6 separate regions of the Sus scrofa genome follow, and regions 2, 3, 4, 5 and 6 are each linked to region 1. A link is a contact called in public targeted proximity ligation data. All regions are on one chromosome and are shown on one strand. The core of a region is the stretch at or near the end of the contact, and the rest is flanking DNA. Distances in the headings are between cores, read along the strand shown.

Region 1 (2,871 bases), core at 151-2,650:
AAACTTAGGGGAAATCAAAAATCGCTTTTGTTCACAAAGTGGACAACAACAGCCAAAAATGTCAGCCTGTTGTCCAAGGGTCAAGACGTTGCCAAGGCGGGACCACGTCTAATTCATGTGTTTGTTCTCATCACCTGGCACTAGCATTTGGCACATAATGCAGGTTCAGCAAATGCTTTCGAGTGAATAAATGGGAGTAGAGAACCAAGGCAAGGAGGTGAGGATTCCTTTGAAGGTTGAGAAGTTGCAGTTGGTGGCAATGTGCTATCAAGCTCTGGTTTAAAGTAAACACATCCTACCCCCCCACACCCCACCCCCGCTGCTTTTTGGCCGCCCCAGGCGAGGGATCAGACCTGACCCCCTGCTTTTTGGCTTCCCCAGGCCAGGGATCAGACTTGAGCTGCAGCTTCAAACTGCGCCTGCAGCTGTGGCAATGCCAGATCCTTTCACCTACTGTGTTAGGCCGGGGATCGAACCTGCGTCCTTGGCAATGTCTGGAGGAGTTTTCGGTTGTCACCACTTGCCAGGAGGGTTTCTGGCATCTAATAAGAGGTGAGGGACGCTGCTCCACACACTGCAAAGCACAGGACAGCCCTGTGACCAAGAACCAGCCAGCCCTGAACGTCAGTGGTGCTGAGGTTGAGAAATGGTGGTTTAAAGCTTAAATCACCCATTTAAGCTTAAAGCAGAAAAAGCCTGAATCAAACTTCTTGAGTTAGGAGAGCATCTGATCCCCTTTGGTATCAGAGCTTCTTTTTTTTTCTTTTTTTTGTCTTTTTGGCTTTTCTAGGGCCGCTTCCTGTGGCATATGGAGGTTCCCAGGCTAGGGGTCGAATCGGAGCTGTAGCCGCCGGCCTACACCACAGCCATAGCAACGCAGGATCTGAGCTGCATCTGCAACCTACACCACAGCTCATGGCAACGCCAGATCCTTAGCCCACTGAGCAAGGCCAGGGATTGAACCTGCAACCTCATGGTTCCTAGTTGGATTCGGTAACCACTGCGCCATGATGGGAACTCCTATCAGAGCTTCTCCTCGTCACTTTGTGCAAACCCCCTAACCCCCTGCAGACACTGGGCTCCCTTACACCCTACAAACTGAATACCCTCCTTCCTGCCAACTGAGCAAATCCCTCTGACTTGGGGACAGGGTGTTTCAAAGTTCCAGCCCGAAGAGTGGTTGTATTGGCACAAGAAGAAAAGTGAACCAACAGACTTTTCTCCCCTATACGTAAAGTAATTCAAGACTCAGCAAAATAATGAAACATATGGCTTTGCCATCAGAATGATGAGTTCATATTTCTTGTCTTTTCATCACTTTGTTTTAGGAAGACAGGGTAAGAAAAACCTGGGCTCTCGTTAGCTAACTTTTGAATCACCAGCAGAGGGCAGGCATTGCTTACCTAAAGGAAAACACAGTTCCCTCGGCGGTCAAGTACGCCCACGTAGGCAATGCCAGGACCTGCAGGAACCCACAGATTGATAAACTACCTCTCCTGGTCATTTTCTCCCTCCACGTCATAAGTGACGTGATTGAAGTTGTCTTGTGCTGCTATAATTCTATATCAGGGAAGATTTGATTTCTCCTCTTTTATGGAGACAACTATGTTGAGGTGATTTGAAAATCTTTCTTGGAGTTCTCGTCGTGGTTCAGTGGTTAATGAATCTGACTAGGAACCATGAGGTTGCGGGTTCGATCCCTGGCCTTGCTCAGTGGGTTAAGGATCCGGTGTTGCTGTGAGCTGTGGTGTAGGTTGCAGACTGGGCTTGGATCCCGAGTTGCTGTGGCTGTGATGTAGGCTGATAGCTACAGCTTCGATTAGACCCCTAGGCTGGAACCTCCATATGCTGCGGGAGCAGCCCAAGAAATGGCAAAGAGACAAAAAAAAAAAAAAAAAAATTCCACATTGAAAATAATGTATAAGCATCGAAGACAAGTAGAAAAAAATATAAAAACACAATGGAAATATTCACCTCCCAGAGATGATCACTGTTCATTTGATTTTTGGTGCTTTTTCTTGGTATCTCCTTTCCATTAATCCTTCTGAAATGTATCTGGAGCAGTGACATAGGAGGGTCTTTGACATACTGAGAAATGTATGAACCTGGAGTTCCTGTCGTGGCTCAGAGGAAATGAATCTAACTAGTATCCATGAGGACGCAGGTTCAGTCCCTGGCCTTGCTCAGTGGATTAGGGATCCAGCATTTCATTGCTGTGAGCTGTGGTGTAGGTCTCAGATCTGGCCCATGGTGCAGGTTGTGGCTACAGCTCTGATTCAGTCCCTAGCCTGGGAACATCCACGTGCTACGTGTGTGGCCCTAAAAAGACCAAAAAAAAAAAAAAAAAAAGAGAGAGAAAGAGAGAGAGAGAGAGAGAGAGAGAGAGAGAGAGAGAGAGAGAGAAATGTATGAACATGCTGTGTTTTCTTGTCTCTGTGTCTTTGCTCACCCCGCTCAATTGGAGACTCTTTTTCTAGTTTCTGAAAATCCACATCCAAGATTGTCTTCGAGGTCAAGCTCAAATATCTTGCTTGATTCTCCCCAGCAGGAATTGATTTATTTTCTCTGTATTTTGGGGGTCACTGTGTTTACGACTCTCATGGCCATTACCATGATCTTATTATGATTTGTATGTACAGGAGAATCTTCCTCCTACGTAGGTCTAAATCTTTTGAATGTGAGAATCTCACTTCATCTTTCTGCTTTCCATAGTGTGACACAGGGTGATCCCATGGTAAATATAAATCTTTGTATAAAGAAGGAAGGAAGGAAAGAAAGAAGAAGCAAAGAGGGAAGGCCATTTCTAATGCCATCTGGTAGAATTTTCTCAGAGCAGAAGACTTGGAGTTTGGGCATTTTGGGGAGTTGAAC
Region 2 (2,871 bases), core at 203-2,702, 490 kb after region 1:
AATAAAACACACCCTCACACCATACACAAAAATAAACTCAATATGGCTTAAAGACTTAAACATAAGACAAGACACCATAAAACTCCTAGAGGAGAACATAGACAAAACATTCTCTGACATCATCCCCCATACAAATGCTTCCTTAGGTCAATCTCCCAAGGCAACAGAAATAAAAACAAAAATAAACAAATGGGACCTACTCAAACTTACACACTTTTGCACAGCAAAGGAAACCATAAAAAAACACAAAAAGACAACCTACGGTATGAGATAAAATACTTTCAAATGATGCACAGACAAGGGCTTAATCTCTGAAATATACAAACAACTTACACAACTCAACAACAAAAAAAACCAACAACCCAATTGAAAAATGGGCAAAAGACCTGAATAGACATTTCTCCAAAGAAGGCATACTGATGGCCAACAGACACATGACACATGAAAAAATGCTCAACATCACTAATTATTAGAGAAATGCAAATCAAAACTACTATGAGGTACCACCTCACACAGGTCAAAATGGCCATCATTAACAAATCAACAAATAAAAAGTGCTGGAGAGGGTGTGGAGAAAAGGGTACGCTCCATGACTGCTGGTGGGAATGTAAATTGGTACAACTAGTGTGGAACACAGTATGGAGGTACCTCAGAAAACTAAATATAGAACTACCATATGATCCAGCAATCCCACTCCTGGGCATATACCCAGATAAAACTTTCACTGAAAAAGATACATGCACCCCTATGTTCTAGCAGCACTATTCACAGTAGCCAAGACATGGAAACAACCTAAATGTCCATCAATGGATGAATGGATTAAGAAGATGTGGTATATATACACAATGGAATACTACTTAGCCATAAAAAACAAAATGCCATTTGCAGCAACATGGATGGAACCAGAGACTCTCATACTAAGTGAAGTAAGTCAGAAAGAGAAAGAAATATACCATATAATATCACATATCTGGAATCTAATACATGGCACAAATGAACTTATCTTCAGAAAGGAAACAAACTCATAGACTTTGAGAACAGACTTGTGGTTGCCAAGGGGGAGAGAGAGGGGGAGGGAGTTGGATGGACAGGGAGTTTGGGCTTAATAAACGCCAAATATTGAATTGGAGTGGATAAAAATGAGATCCTGCTGTATAGCACAGGGAACTAAGCCACTTGTGATAGAATATGATGGAGGATAGTGAGAAAAAGAATGTGTGTGTGTGTGTGTGTGTGTGTGTGTGTATACACATAAAATATATAGTTAGGTCACTTTGTTGTACAGCAGAAATTGGCAGAACATTATAAATTAAGTATGATAAAAAAATTTTTTTAAAGTTTCCCATTCCTGACTCATTGTACTTCTAATGGGGAGAGGACAGAAGCCTGCCTTCCATCCCCATCCCTGGGCTGAGAAACACACTATTGTTGTGGTCTGTGCACATGAATCAGAAGAAGAATTTCTTCACCCAAAGCAGGGTGAAGAGAAAGAAGAGTTTCTTGAGCTAAGAGATGCTGCTTGTGCAGGAGGATGACTTTCTGATGGGAAGGGAGAGCAGACCCAGGGCATGTGGTCCTGTCTGTTTTTATAGCCCAGGAGAGACGAGAGGTCTTATGATACATCTGCTGACCTCCTGATTGGCTGGGAAAAGATAGGCTCTTCCTATCCACTTGCTGGTTAGTTGGGGGTGTACATTGCCCCTATAGGGGAGGACTGAGGAGTGGGCCACATACTTTTCCTAGTAGGGGGCAAGAAGAGGAGGCCAGGTTGCCAAGGTTGGGGAAGGGACATTACAATGCTTGGTCAGAGGCTTTGAATTTCATCTCCTTGAAGAGGCCTTGAGGCCCCACAACTACCTCTCTTAGTGGCATTTACTTCCTTCACATGTGTTCTCCCAAGACTTGAAATATGGTAGAGAATCAACAAATCTACAGTTGATTTGTTTTTATTTAGTAACAAAACTTGACTCAGAATCAAGCTAGTTCAGTTCCTTAAGATATTCATTTTTGTGATCATAACACAATAAAAACAAATTTCCAATTAATTCCTTTGACTTTTACAATTTAGTCACATAAACCCATGAAAGACATTTACTCTCAGAGTTCCCTGGTGGTCTAGTGGTTAAAGATTTGGTGTTTTCATTGCTGTGGCTCGGGTTGGTGCTTTGGCTCGGGTTCAGTCTCTGACCCAGGAACCTCCGCATGTTTATTCTCTACTAAATATGATGTAACTCCCTTTCTCTCAAATGATGAGTATAAACAACCAACACATTAAAAAAAGATTAACCTTCTGAACTCTTTGAAGGTCAGAACCATAGAGAGCTATAGGTAAGAAATTAGGACCAGAAATAAAATCACATCTCAAAGTAAATCATGAGACTTTAACATGGCACAGCAAATTCACATCTTCATGAGCCTCCTCTGTTCCAAACATGTGGCAATTAGAGATGAAATATAAACAGGGAGAACCAAAAGGTTGTAATTTGGCTCCAAAAAACCAGATAAACATCCCTGTGGACTAGAAATGGATTAGAATCACAAGGCAATGAGTAGATCTGAAGCCAGGGCTGCAGGGCGCCAGATGAGGAAGCCAGCCATGATTGCTGGGCACTCTGTTCCTATACGGAGACAGAATTTAAAGTTCAGAATTTAAAATTCACTTCACTGGAGATAGGAGAATCTAAGCCAGACTAACTGTATGAAAGCGAGCAAGAGGGTGGAGCTCAAGAGAGGTGGCTGGAAACAAAAGGAACATGCCAGGAGGTAAAGCTTTATGAAACATTTGAGCCTGTGCAGGAGAACTGGACAAAGACACGAATCTGAACGAGGCACTGAATCAAGCCTCCCACTAGCTTCGTTAACAGAATACAC
Region 3 (2,871 bases), core at 101-2,600, 470 kb after region 1:
TGCTGGGAATTCTTCACTGCGCCCCCTTTCCATCAAGGATTTCTATTTATCTTTATAAAAGAAAGCTCAAAGATCACCTTCACGAAGGTGCCCTGACTCAGCCAAGCCTCACCGCTCCCTTCCTTCATGAGCTGCCCAAAGTAATCTGCACACACTTCAATTAAAGAGCTGATAACAATTTCACTGCAATTTTTGAATTAAACATCTCTCCCACTTCAAAGACTTCAAGGACTATGTCTCCTTCCTCTTTGTTACAAAGTACCTGGCACACTTGACATGCAATCAGTACACAGTTAATATTTGTTGAGTGAACAAGTGAAGAAATATATAAATAAAATATTTTTCTAACACGTAGATTTTCAAGCTTTATAAAAATTACAGTCAAGATGCTTATATTTAATGCTTCTCTAAAAAGATGTTTCACATATATCTCACATTGCAACGACCATGTAGTACTGCTAATTCTAATTTTTGCCCCTTGTGTAGGCTTGAAAACTTAAAATTCCAACTTCACAGAAAATGGTAAAGTTGGAAGAATTTTGGGATGGATGGTGGTTTATTATTTATGTGCCAAATGCACATTTTGAAGCATAACATCTTTGGCCATAGGCTTTGTCCACTGACACCAGAACATTCCATGAAATGACATTTCAAATAAACAGTTTCATGTCCAGTAAACCACAAACACAAAAAAGCATTCAACAGCATTTCACAGCAAATAGCCTTCTGTTGACAGTTACTTAGGAATGACTGATTTTATTTGCAAAGCACAGATACCTCTTCTGTTAGATTAACTGAATATGGTTTTAGCTGATGGCTTGGGCAAAAGAGTGAATCTACAATGAGTAGTGAAAGAAGTGAACAAAGGGGAAGAGACGTGAAGGATGACTCTTAGAACAATATTCCTAAATATCAGAAAGTCCCACTGGACCAACACTTCAAATTAACAAGCCCCACTGAGGGACTTTGACATGCATTCTGCATGACATATTGTCCAAGGAACAGCAGCCAAAAGGAGTCTCACTTTTCTTGGAAAAATAGATTGCCATAGAGAGTTCATATGTCACCAACCAAATAGTTTGGGCTCAATGTAATTAAGTAATATAATTATGAACCCATTTTGTGGCCTCTAGCCCAAAGTCCTATTTCTTACTCAAGTATGTCAGAAGTTTCATCTAGAATGCATATGTCTATGTCAGATCTAGTTTTTCATATTAAAACACATGGACAATCTACAAAAAGAACTTGACAATCTAATTCTAATTTTAAAATTAAAGAGTAAGACTTAGTGAGTGCAATCGCAGGATATGAGGTATCTCGTGGGTTCTGTGCATTCAGCGTAAGTAGGAAGTGGAAGCAGGAAGTGTGCACTTAGCGAGTAGGAAGTGGAAGCAGGAAGTGACCAGGAGAAATTCAGACTCTTACAAATTTAGTATGAAAGTGGAAAACAAGTGAAGGAGGTCAGTGGATTTCCATCATACAAGGGGTGGTGACTTAAATAATAAAGGGAAAGGATATATAGGGATATCATAGCAGCTGGCCCTGGAGTTATATCAGTACAACTAATACATTGAGTTAGAAGGCAAAGCAATCACTAAGTGGGTGGGAGTTAAAAATATAGATGTATTATATATATAATATATATTATATACACACATTTCATATATATACATACATATATAATACATATAATCCTCTCCTACATAAAAAATATGGTACTGTCAGAGTCATGCTTAGTAAATGACAAAAGTTAAAATTTATGGAGTATTAGGATTGGGTTAGGCACTGTTTTAATTATTAAGGGAATTGATTATTTAATTTTCAAATCAACATTATGAGATAGGAACTATTATTACCTCCAATTCACAGATGAGAAAACAGCCACAAAAAGGCAAAGTAACCTGCTTAAGACCACCTGCTACTAAATTGCAGAGCTGGGATTTGAACCCAGACAGTCTGGTTTCAGAGGTTTTGTTTTGCTTTTTTTTTTTTTTACAGTATGCCATGCTGCCTCTTAACACCTACTCAAAAGAAATATTCCTCTTTATTTTAGAGTTTTATTCATGTTTATATAGCTTTTCAGAACGCTATCGGAGAGTTAAGCCCTGAATTGATGGAGACAGATTACTAGCTATCAAAAGCAACTGAAGTCAATGTACTTTCAGAGCTGGAAAAAGATACTCAATTCACCTTTGCATGCTGTTTGACATTTACTCATGCAATTGAATTCAACTCAATTAACAGTGATTTAGGGTCCCATGCTGAGTACTAAAGAAGTAAGATTCCAAGCCTAGAGAGGCACAATTTTTATTCCAATCTAGAGTGGATAAAATACTCTGGAAGCTAGCAGTTGAACAGAAATGGAGAAAACAAAGTCCAGGGAGTTCAAATGACCTTCCAGGGGCCAAAAAAGTAATTTGTGGCATAGAATGACCTAAAAATCCCACTGAGATGGGTCCAGCTCTCCTTTTACACTACCACTCTGCCTGCAGTCAAGCTGGTGGGAACCCATTAAAATAAAATTAACTTTCAAATAAATATCTGTGTCCTAGGAAGAGGAAAATGGTACCTGCCTGCTTCATCTCTAGGGCCCACTTCATTCTGGAATGAAGTTATGACAGAGAGAACAGATAGCCACAGGAATACTTTTTTTAAAGGGAGAGGAGGAAAGAATTCACATACAGAGTCTCCCAGATCTTCCCTGAAGGACTGAGTGTTTTTCGGTTTTATTTGGTGGACAATGGCTCTCGTGCAAACCTTACCCAATTCTACAAGCAGACTTGTTATCATGCCTTTAGTAATAACTATGTGTGTAGGTACATATGTACGTCTCCAACTATATTCTCAGTCTAAGGGCCTGAAGAACAGAGG
Region 4 (2,871 bases), core at 197-2,696, 440 kb after region 1:
AAATATTTTCATTCCTCAATTATGGAAAGTGTGAACACATCTGTACTCTTCAGATAAAAACAAACAAACGAACAAACAAAACAAAATAAAAAAAATAAAAAACAACTTAGAGAAAATGTAGGGTGTTTAACCTGAAATCGATGCTTCATAATTCAGCTGACCTTATGGGTAGTGGATATCTGACCATAGGGGCCTCTTGCTTTTCCAGGTCATTATGTCATGTCTTAGGTACAAAAGCCATTAGGGCAAGGGAGAAATTTTTATGGTCTGGTAAAGTATTTATAGGCACTTGTAAAAATTTACTTTAGACTTTAGGGGACTGTCGTCTTAGAGAGACTCCCCAAGTTTAACTGCTGCCCTCTAAGGGCCAATCTTACAGGCCAAGTTCAGAGTCTGTGAATACTTCCCTTCTGAAATGAAACCAAACCCACGCAGAGTTATGTGCTTAGTGTGGGAAGGAATGTGATGCCTCCATTCTCGGAACTTTCCCAGGACCCCCTGTCCTCAAACCTTAAAATCAACCTAAAAGAGTTCCTTTTCCCTGTGTAGACACTAACAATTTTTAAGAACACTGTTTCCTGTCCTATTCTAACTTATTTATATTTAATGTGCACATTTAATGCTTGTTAAAACACACCATCATGGCCCATCTTTGGATGTATAAGCATGCACTTAAGAATTCCACTAAAAAAAGAAACTAACATTTTATAATAGGAGAAGGGAACATACAAATCCAAGAATATTCATTTGGACTAACTGTGCAGAAATCAAGAAGAGTAAATGGCATAGTCAAAGCTATTTGAAATATAAGACTCTTTCGTTCAACAACTACTCTGGTGGCGGCGGGGGGTGGAGATTTAGGCTGATGAAGACAGTCATGCTCTTTGAAACTTACACTCTAGAAGAGAAAGCGAGTAAGAAATTCCCACATTATTCTTATCGTCATTGCCATTACCATCTATCATTGTGGTATACACTTTGAATTTGTCTAAATAAAACTGATTTTTTAGAAATTAAGTTATCATTGTTCTGGATGGAAATTGAGGTTACACCAGAGAGAGACTTGAAGCAGGTTCAAGGGTAGAACTGGGAGGTAGGGCAGAAAGGTAAAAAATTGGAGGAGAGCAATGAGGCAGTAGTAAAAGCCAGGACAGCATCACCAGTGTGATTTCAGAGATGGTCAACAAGATGGGGGACCAAGGCAACCAAGATTTAGGGGTGCTCCACGCTGTACCTGACACTGGGCTGAGATGTTTCCAGACACTCTATCATATGATTTCAGAAACATGACATTATTTAATTCTGCAAAGCAAGTAATAGTGCCTTCCTCTTTTACAAATAATGAAACTGAAAGATACAGAAATTGTGACTTGCCTAAGAGTACACCACTGGTAAGTGGCTGAGCTAGGACTCTAATTCAGGGCTGTGTCTCATGCCCAATCCAAGCTCTTAACCACATCTGGCTACTGTCCTCCCAAGCGATGAGCTTCATGGAAAGATCTGACCAGTCCTGTGCAACCTCTGCCTTCTTCCCTCTTTTTTAAGGTAAAACTGTCCCATTAGAGAATATTCGCTAACAAAGCTACTGTATTTGTCCCGTTACTCAGGAGTCCACATTAGCACCTTCAAATTCCATCTAAATCTGTCCAATTTGAAGAGACAGAGCAGCAAGAACATGGCCCATAGACAGTTGGAGAAATGTGTTTGGTCAGTAGGGGTGAGAATCAGGACCAATGCGAAGAAAGACATTTCCTAGGCTGATGGAAATAAGCAGTCAAGCCCTAGGACTTCAGGAGCTGAACAACACTTGATATCCAGATTTATGGCAACAGAAATGGCAAAAGTCTTGGGTCCAAGAATCATCACCAACTTAAAATAACCAGGAGGAGACAGAGAAAGAGAATACCTTATCTTGCTCATGGGTTGCTGAAGACTCACTTGCATTTGGGGGACCTGAGCTCCAGAAATATTCAAATGACATCTAAAAAACCATAAGCCTAGCACCCAGTCAGACACATTGAAAAAATGTATCTCCTGCACATAAAAATCAGAAGGCTTCTCAAATACAGAAAATACGACTGTCAAGGTTATTGTGAAAAATAAGCTCTAAGTGTAAATATATTTATTTTTGTTGTCAACACTAAGTCCTATTGGAAAACAAAAACTCACAAGCACAGTATAAGGGCTCTAAGTATTCAGAAAAAAAGTGTTGTTTTTTTTTAAGCATCAAAGTTTCACTGTTTCTACAGAGGGAGATTATAGCAGAAGGAGAGTCACAGTTGCATTCAGGGAGATCTGGAGGGAGGGCAGAAAGCTGATCGAGGAGGGGACTGGTGGAGAGTGACTCCATCCTAGTGAAAAGTATTTACAGCTCCACTGCTGCTGTGTTAGAGACAGCTGGTCAGCTGTGCAGGGGGTGAGGCTGGCGGAGAGAGGAGAGCAGGATTTACCGGGTATTAACCACAGTGCCAGACACCGTGCTAAGTTCTTGCCAGACATTATCTCACTTAATTTTCACAGCAGTGCTATGGTACCTGGGAGTATTATAATCCCTGAGGCTGATAGCCTCAAGTTACAGCTAAGAAACAAAGGCTCAAAGAACGTAACTGCCTTGCACTGGGTCGCAGAGCTGCTAAGTGCTAGAGGCTGGATATGAACCCATTGTCTGTGCCTTGTCAACTGGACCACCCCGATCAAGACTCTCTCTTATTTTGAGACTGTTTTCTGACATATGAAAGACAGAAATAATTCAGGACAAATACTAAAGGCAAAGATGGGTCACTGGGGCCTGAACTTCAAGGTCATGAGGAAATAACTGAGCTGCTCTCTGGTGTGTGTTTCACTGAGTCGGCCACGCACGGAGTCAGCAGT
Region 5 (2,871 bases), core at 100-2,599, 370 kb after region 1:
CCCCCAGGAGTAGAAGGAGGAGCTTACCAGGTGCTTTCCCCACCTGTTCATGAAGCCTCACACCTTATGGTGTTGGGGAGCCTCCAAGTATTGGATCTGAACAGGCTTTAAAGTAGAAGCAAAGAAATCACCAGGCAAATGGGTTCCCTTAGAGATTTCATATTCTGATGGGTGGTTTAACCTCTCAGTAGGCTTAGTCCTTACAAAGAATCTGGAAAAGAAGAGGGGCCACTGTCTGTGGCCAGGGTACCAAGTATCAAGTGAGAGTTCAGTCTCCGTGGTTATCTAAGCCGCTCAGTGGCAGCGCAGGGGCCCTCCCTGCACCCCTTGAGGAAGGTCCCTCTCTACTGAGTGTTTCTGCAGAAGTTCCTGTTGGAAAAGAAGAGCACCCCTCCCACACTATTCTATGTCTATGTGAAAATGAACATTTCATAGGCGTCACACCTTAAGGTCCTGAGGATAACCGCAGTTGACAAGAGATTTCAGACAGATTTCAAAGGTAATGGGGGTTAGAACTAAATGTCGCACAGTTTTCTACTGAGTTTTCATCCTGCTTACTTTCTCCTCAGTTAAGAAAACCTCCTGGAACATGAGCTGCCTTTTCTCATAATTTTAGCAGCCCATGATTTCAGTATCATGAGTCAGTGCCAGGTGGTATACATATGTGTGTGTATAAATGAACAAAGAAATTATAAAATGGTAGGAATCATGTGCCTTGTTGGTTATTGATTCTAAGGGTTCTTGCAGCTTATCTGGCTGCAAGGAGTTCAGATAGGTCTGATATTTTATGTCCCTCTGTCAACCATCTATTCCACCCTTGAGTAGACTTTGGCCATAATTTTATATCCTCTTGCTCCTCCTTATAATTTCCTACTAACCTATAGTTTCTTGGGGAGGGATCTTTCCTCACTCTTCCTACTGTTCCTAAATCCCTAGATGTCCCTAATGCGTAGGTTCTTAAATGTTAGGGACATATAACTTGAGATCAGATAAACTGATCACATCACACACAATGGCAAAGCTTAATAATTCTCCATCCATTTCCCAAGTGTCAGGAGAGCACTGAGTGTAAAGCACCTACGCTGAGAAATGTTCACAACAACAAAAATCATACTGCTCTAAAACTGATTTTACCCAACAAAGACATTTGAACTGGAAACGGAGAAAGCAGCCGTTGACATCTGGGAACTTGTGTGACACCTACAGGTAGACGGCAGGGTGGTCGAAGATGCCAGACCATCTTGTGCTCCAGCTGGACGGGTAACGAATCTCATGGGACACCAGCATCAGATAAGGGCATTCTGTGACTGATGAAGCAAGCCAAAACAGGCCATTTCATAGTTTTGCCCAGACTAAAACAAAGTCACTGTGCAAACCACAAAATACTAAACATCCCCTTTTTGGCGTCATATGAGTGACGGCTGCTTCTTTCACGCATTACAACATCAGTCTCCATTGAGTTTGCCCTCCATAGACAGGAGATTTAAGATGCCCAGTCATTAAATTATCCCCCTTCCAGAGAGCGACCAAGCTAGAGTAAAGCCTTGCTTCCCTGGACCCATCCAAACCCTGCCCTAACCAAAACCCAAATCTTCCAAGTCCTTTTTGACATCCTTTGATTGAGATGCCTCCTGGGTCCTCATGGGATGCGTCCTGCCTCACTGCAAGGAGTTATAAGAGTGATAAACCTGCCTTGCTCCACCACAGGCATTCCCCTGGCCGTTGACAAAGCTGCAAGAAGTGACTCTTGCAGCTGTGAAGTGACCAGAAAGGGTGATGTGGCTAAAACAAGAGGGAGGTTTCCCTGGTGAGGGTGGGCAAGGATGCTTCCTTTAAACATTCCGATTCCAAAGAAGCATTGAGGAGTTCCCGTCATGGCTCAGCGGTTAACGAACCTGACCAGTATCCATGAGGTTGCGGGTTCAATTCCTGACTTTGATCAGTGGATTAAGTATCTGGTGTTGCTGTGAGCTGTGGGGTAGGTCACAGACACAGCTTGGATCCTGCATTGCTGTGGCTGTGGTGTCAGCTGGCAGCTATAGCTCCTATTCGACCCATAACCTGGAAACCTCCATATGCCGAGGTTTTGCCTAAAAAGACAAAAAAAAAAAAAAAAAAAAGGAAAACAAACAAACAAAGAAGCATTGAGAACTTCCCCTCACTCAGTCTTTCTCTCTTGCATGTAGTCTTGTATTGAGGCACCCACACACTGACTCATGAGTGGGGAGGCTTTGTGGTTTAACCTGACTTTTAATCCCATATCTCATTTTAGGCTGGCTCAGCGGCTGTTTGCTATTGTTGGCGAGTCGAGTACGGTTGACCTCCTGGGTTCTGAGCGTGGGAAAGTAAGAGTTCCAAGGGCACCAGTTCAAGGGTGGTGTAGACAGGCAATCTGGCATCTCAATATCGTTAGAGAAATGAATTGAGACAGGATGACAGTAAACGTGGAAGTTAGAGGCAGTGTCTCTGAGGAAACAGGTTTACAAACCATCATCCCAAACTGAGGGAAGTTATTCTAAAACACAAGGGCAATGCTTCATTTTCTACGGGTGTTTGGTTTCTGGAAATCTGTTACTTAGGTAACGACACTACCTCAGAGAAATTAGTTTATTTTCACAAGTTGTGCCTCAACATTTGTCAGAACATCAGCATTGGGGGATAGAAGGCAAGGATAATTATCTCCACTCACATACTGGAGAAAACGGAGTCAGGGTGATAAGCTGCTCAGTGTTGCCAAAACTTCATCCACAGGGTCCTGGAACCCACCCGGGTCTTCCCGCCGCAGAGAATTCTTAGCAGCCACCAAACTGCTGTTCATGCCAAGTAGCCTGTTATCCCTTTGGTTCTGAACCTGATAACATTAATAAACTG
Region 6 (2,871 bases), core at 198-2,697, 350 kb after region 1:
ACCATCCTGATCCTGCCTATACCCACTCCGGTCTGTTCCACCAAGCATAGACCCAGAAGAGCTAGCCCATAAAAGTCTTGTGAAGCCCTTCCTCAGGGCTCAGACCCCAGAGAGAGAGAGATCTCCTCTGGGCCTGCCGGCGTAATAAACCTGAGTTCTCCAACTCCCTGAGTGCTTGCTTGCTTGCTTGCAGGGTGGTAGAGCTGTTGGAGCTGATACACAGTGGCTGCGGAGCTGCTGTATAATGGCCGTAACCCTGTGTGTCCCTACATATGGCTCTTGGTATGTGAAGCCCCCATTCCCACAGTCAGATCTTTCAGCGGACTTCTGGGTAACTTTGCTGACTTAAATGTCACCTCTTCTTGGAAGCTTTCCCAGATCCTCTGAGGCCAGACTCAGTGCTCCTTTCCTGTGTCCCTACAGTGCCCTGCACTTTTAATAAGAAGGCAGTCAGGACACTTTTTTTATAGTTGTCTCTTTGTGTATCTATGCCTCCTAGTAAATATAAGCTCCAGAAGTAGGCACTGTTTCTTTTTTTTTTTTTTTTTTGTCTTTTTTGCCATTTCTTGGGCTGCTCCCATGGCATATGGAAGGATGTGGAAGTTCCCAGACTAGGGGTCGAATCGGAGCTGTAGCCGCCGGCCTACACCAGAGCCACAGCAACACGAGATCCGAGCTGCGTCTGCAACCTACACCACAGCTCACAGCAACGCCGGATACTTAACCCACCGAGCAAGGCCAGGGATCAAACTCGAAACCTCATGGTTCCTAGTCGGATTCATTAACCACTGAGCCACGATGGGAACTCCAAGTAGGCACTGTTTCTATCTTGACTTTTGTTGGATTTTATTTCTACCCGAGTGTTTAGTGAAAAAAAATCAAAAAAATGAAAATGATGTTAAATACTTCTGAATGAGGAAGCGTACTTTGCAGGGGCTGGGAGGCAAGAAGAAAGTGAAGCGGCACAGTCAGGTGAAGAGATGAGCAAAACGGCAAAATAAGGAGGTCTAGGAGGGTGAGCTTCCTGGGGACTCTAGCTCACACTGTCCAGCACTAAAAATGCAGGATTTTTCTGTAGTCGAATAAAGACAACGGGAGTGGAAAGAGAAGACTTGTTTTGGGGTAGTCTTTCTGGGACTATCTGGGATAACTGCCCAGAGTCTATGATGGACCAGACAAGATGCCAGTCTGCTTTGAGAGCGAGCAAGAGAGAACAGAGAAAAGAGAACAGGGAGGGTTGTGAGGCCCCCCCCTCTTGTCTCGTTCAGGATATTTGCCAAGAATAAGCCAACTGTTTCACTGTCTCCCTTGGAAAGTGAGCAGCCTGAGCTCAGGTACCAGGCAGCAGCATGTTACTCAGTGCCTTCCCACACCCAGAGGACTGACGGCGTTAACCTGCACTCTTGAATATAACTCAGGCTCTCCGCTGACTGGCGAGTGATGAAACAGGAGCTGAAGCAATTTATCGTTTCAAGATGATGGCAGCTGGCAGACAGTGCTGGTGAGAAGTGGAGTGGCTCATTTTGAGCAAGCGATGTCAAAAAAAAAAGAGGTTCTGCTGAGCCGCTGGCCCTCTGAATCATGGCTGCAGACATCTGGGGTGTCCTTGTCACGTAGGGGAACTGAGATGGGGGCTATCACCCTCCCCTGGGGAGGCTATAATAATTCACAGGAGAGAATAGTTACGGAAGGATGAAGCAGCGGGGAAAGAAAGCTTCATGGAGACCCTGGCACTTGTGCCAGGGCCTTGAAGCCTTAGCTTCTAGGGGGGAAAAAGAGAGAGCTTTCCTCATGAGAATTTCTCCCAATACTTTGGGAAAAAGGCATGGAAGAGGATATGAACACAGTATGCTCAGGGAATAGCGATCAGAGCAGCTTGCCTGGAGAGGCCAGCTCCCATTGTAGAATATTGGAAGTTAAGACAGGACAAAAAGACCCTGCAGTGTTCTACAGGTAAGATCAATGGCTCACTTACCCAGCTTCAAAAGGCTGCAACTAGCTATTTTTTATGTTGGAAAAGAAGTCCAATAATTTGTATCACTTGCTGCTATGAATCTGATAAAAAGCCTTTCCCGAAGACGGTAACAAATGGCCACAGGAGCCCTGTGCTCAAGCTGCAGTTCGGTAACACACTGCCGGGAGAGTCAGACCAGATTGATTTTGTTGGGCCGCTCGGCTGCTGTCTATACAGAAGGCCCAGAGTCTCTGCCTCCTGCATGTGGTTCCATCTTATTCTGTTTTGTACAGCATTCGAGAGAGCCAGCTCTAGGAAGTGGACTGGGGTGGGCAAAGACATGAGGCACAGCTGCAGACCTGAAGAAGCTCAAGGGGAGAGGAGCGAGATGCTCTAATAACTCAGAGCCACGTGTCAAAGCAAAAGGTGAACAAGGACCCGGGAGTAAGAAATGGATGTGGAGCAACTGGAACGCTCATCCATTGCTGGCGGGAACCTTGAAGAACGGGACGGGGTCAAACCACTTAGGAAAGCAGTTTGGCAGTTTCTTACAAAGTTAAACATACCTCTCTCCTACAACCCAGCCAGTTCCACTCCCAAGGAGGGAAAAAACGTATATCTACCAAAAATATCTTCATAAGAATGTGCAGAGCTTTATGCATAAATACAAACAAAGCTGAAAAAAAAAGCAAAACGTGTCATTAACAGGAAAATGGATAAACAAATTGTGGACACAAAATGCTCAGCAATAAGAAAGAATGAACTAATGATAAATGCAACACGGATGAGCCTCAAAAACAGGATGCGTTGCTAAATAAATATGACACAACTCCCTGCACTTATTCCATTTATATGAAATTCAGGCACAGGAAAAACTAACCTCAGATGATAGAAGTCAGAATGGTGGTTGTCTCTGG

What was found.
Region 2: a contact with region 1 is called in a targeted proximity ligation map of alveolar macrophages. A contact is called at or near these places in 1 of 47 Hi-C or Micro-C datasets (embryonic fibroblasts) and 1 of 2 datasets of targeted methods (alveolar macrophages).
Region 3: a contact with region 1 is called in a targeted proximity ligation map of alveolar macrophages. A contact is called at or near these places in 1 of 47 Hi-C or Micro-C datasets (embryonic fibroblasts) and 1 of 2 datasets of targeted methods (alveolar macrophages).
Region 4: a contact with region 1 is called in a targeted proximity ligation map of alveolar macrophages. A contact is called at or near these places in 1 of 47 Hi-C or Micro-C datasets (embryonic fibroblasts) and 1 of 2 datasets of targeted methods (alveolar macrophages).
Region 5: a contact with region 1 is called in a targeted proximity ligation map of alveolar macrophages. A contact is called at or near these places in 2 of 47 Hi-C or Micro-C datasets (brain and skeletal muscle) and 1 of 2 datasets of targeted methods (alveolar macrophages).
Region 6: a contact with region 1 is called in a targeted proximity ligation map of alveolar macrophages. A contact is called at or near these places in 1 of 47 Hi-C or Micro-C datasets (brain) and 1 of 2 datasets of targeted methods (alveolar macrophages).

Annotation. Positions count from the first base shown.
Region 1 is chr4:39,171,886-39,174,756 of Sscrofa11.1, forward strand. No RefSeq gene overlaps it. Among named protein-coding and RNA genes, the nearest start is that of MTDH, 60 kb to the left of the region's middle.
Region 2 is chr4:39,660,744-39,663,614 of Sscrofa11.1, forward strand. All of the region lies in intron 3 of CPQ (carboxypeptidase Q), which reads right to left. Among named protein-coding and RNA genes, the nearest start is that of CPQ, 190 kb to the right of the region's middle.
Region 3 is chr4:39,638,306-39,641,176 of Sscrofa11.1, forward strand. The region is part of intron 4 of CPQ (carboxypeptidase Q); the gene reads right to left. Among named protein-coding and RNA genes, the nearest start is that of CPQ, 220 kb to the right of the region's middle.
Region 4 is chr4:39,608,340-39,611,210 of Sscrofa11.1, forward strand. All of the region lies in intron 5 of CPQ (carboxypeptidase Q), which reads right to left. Among named protein-coding and RNA genes, the nearest start is that of CPQ, 250 kb to the right of the region's middle.
Region 5 is chr4:39,540,707-39,543,577 of Sscrofa11.1, forward strand. All of the region lies in intron 7 of CPQ (carboxypeptidase Q), which reads right to left. Among named protein-coding and RNA genes, the nearest start is that of TSPYL5, 180 kb to the left of the region's middle.
Region 6 is chr4:39,522,899-39,525,769 of Sscrofa11.1, forward strand. All of the region lies in intron 7 of CPQ (carboxypeptidase Q), which reads right to left. Among named protein-coding and RNA genes, the nearest start is that of TSPYL5, 160 kb to the left of the region's middle.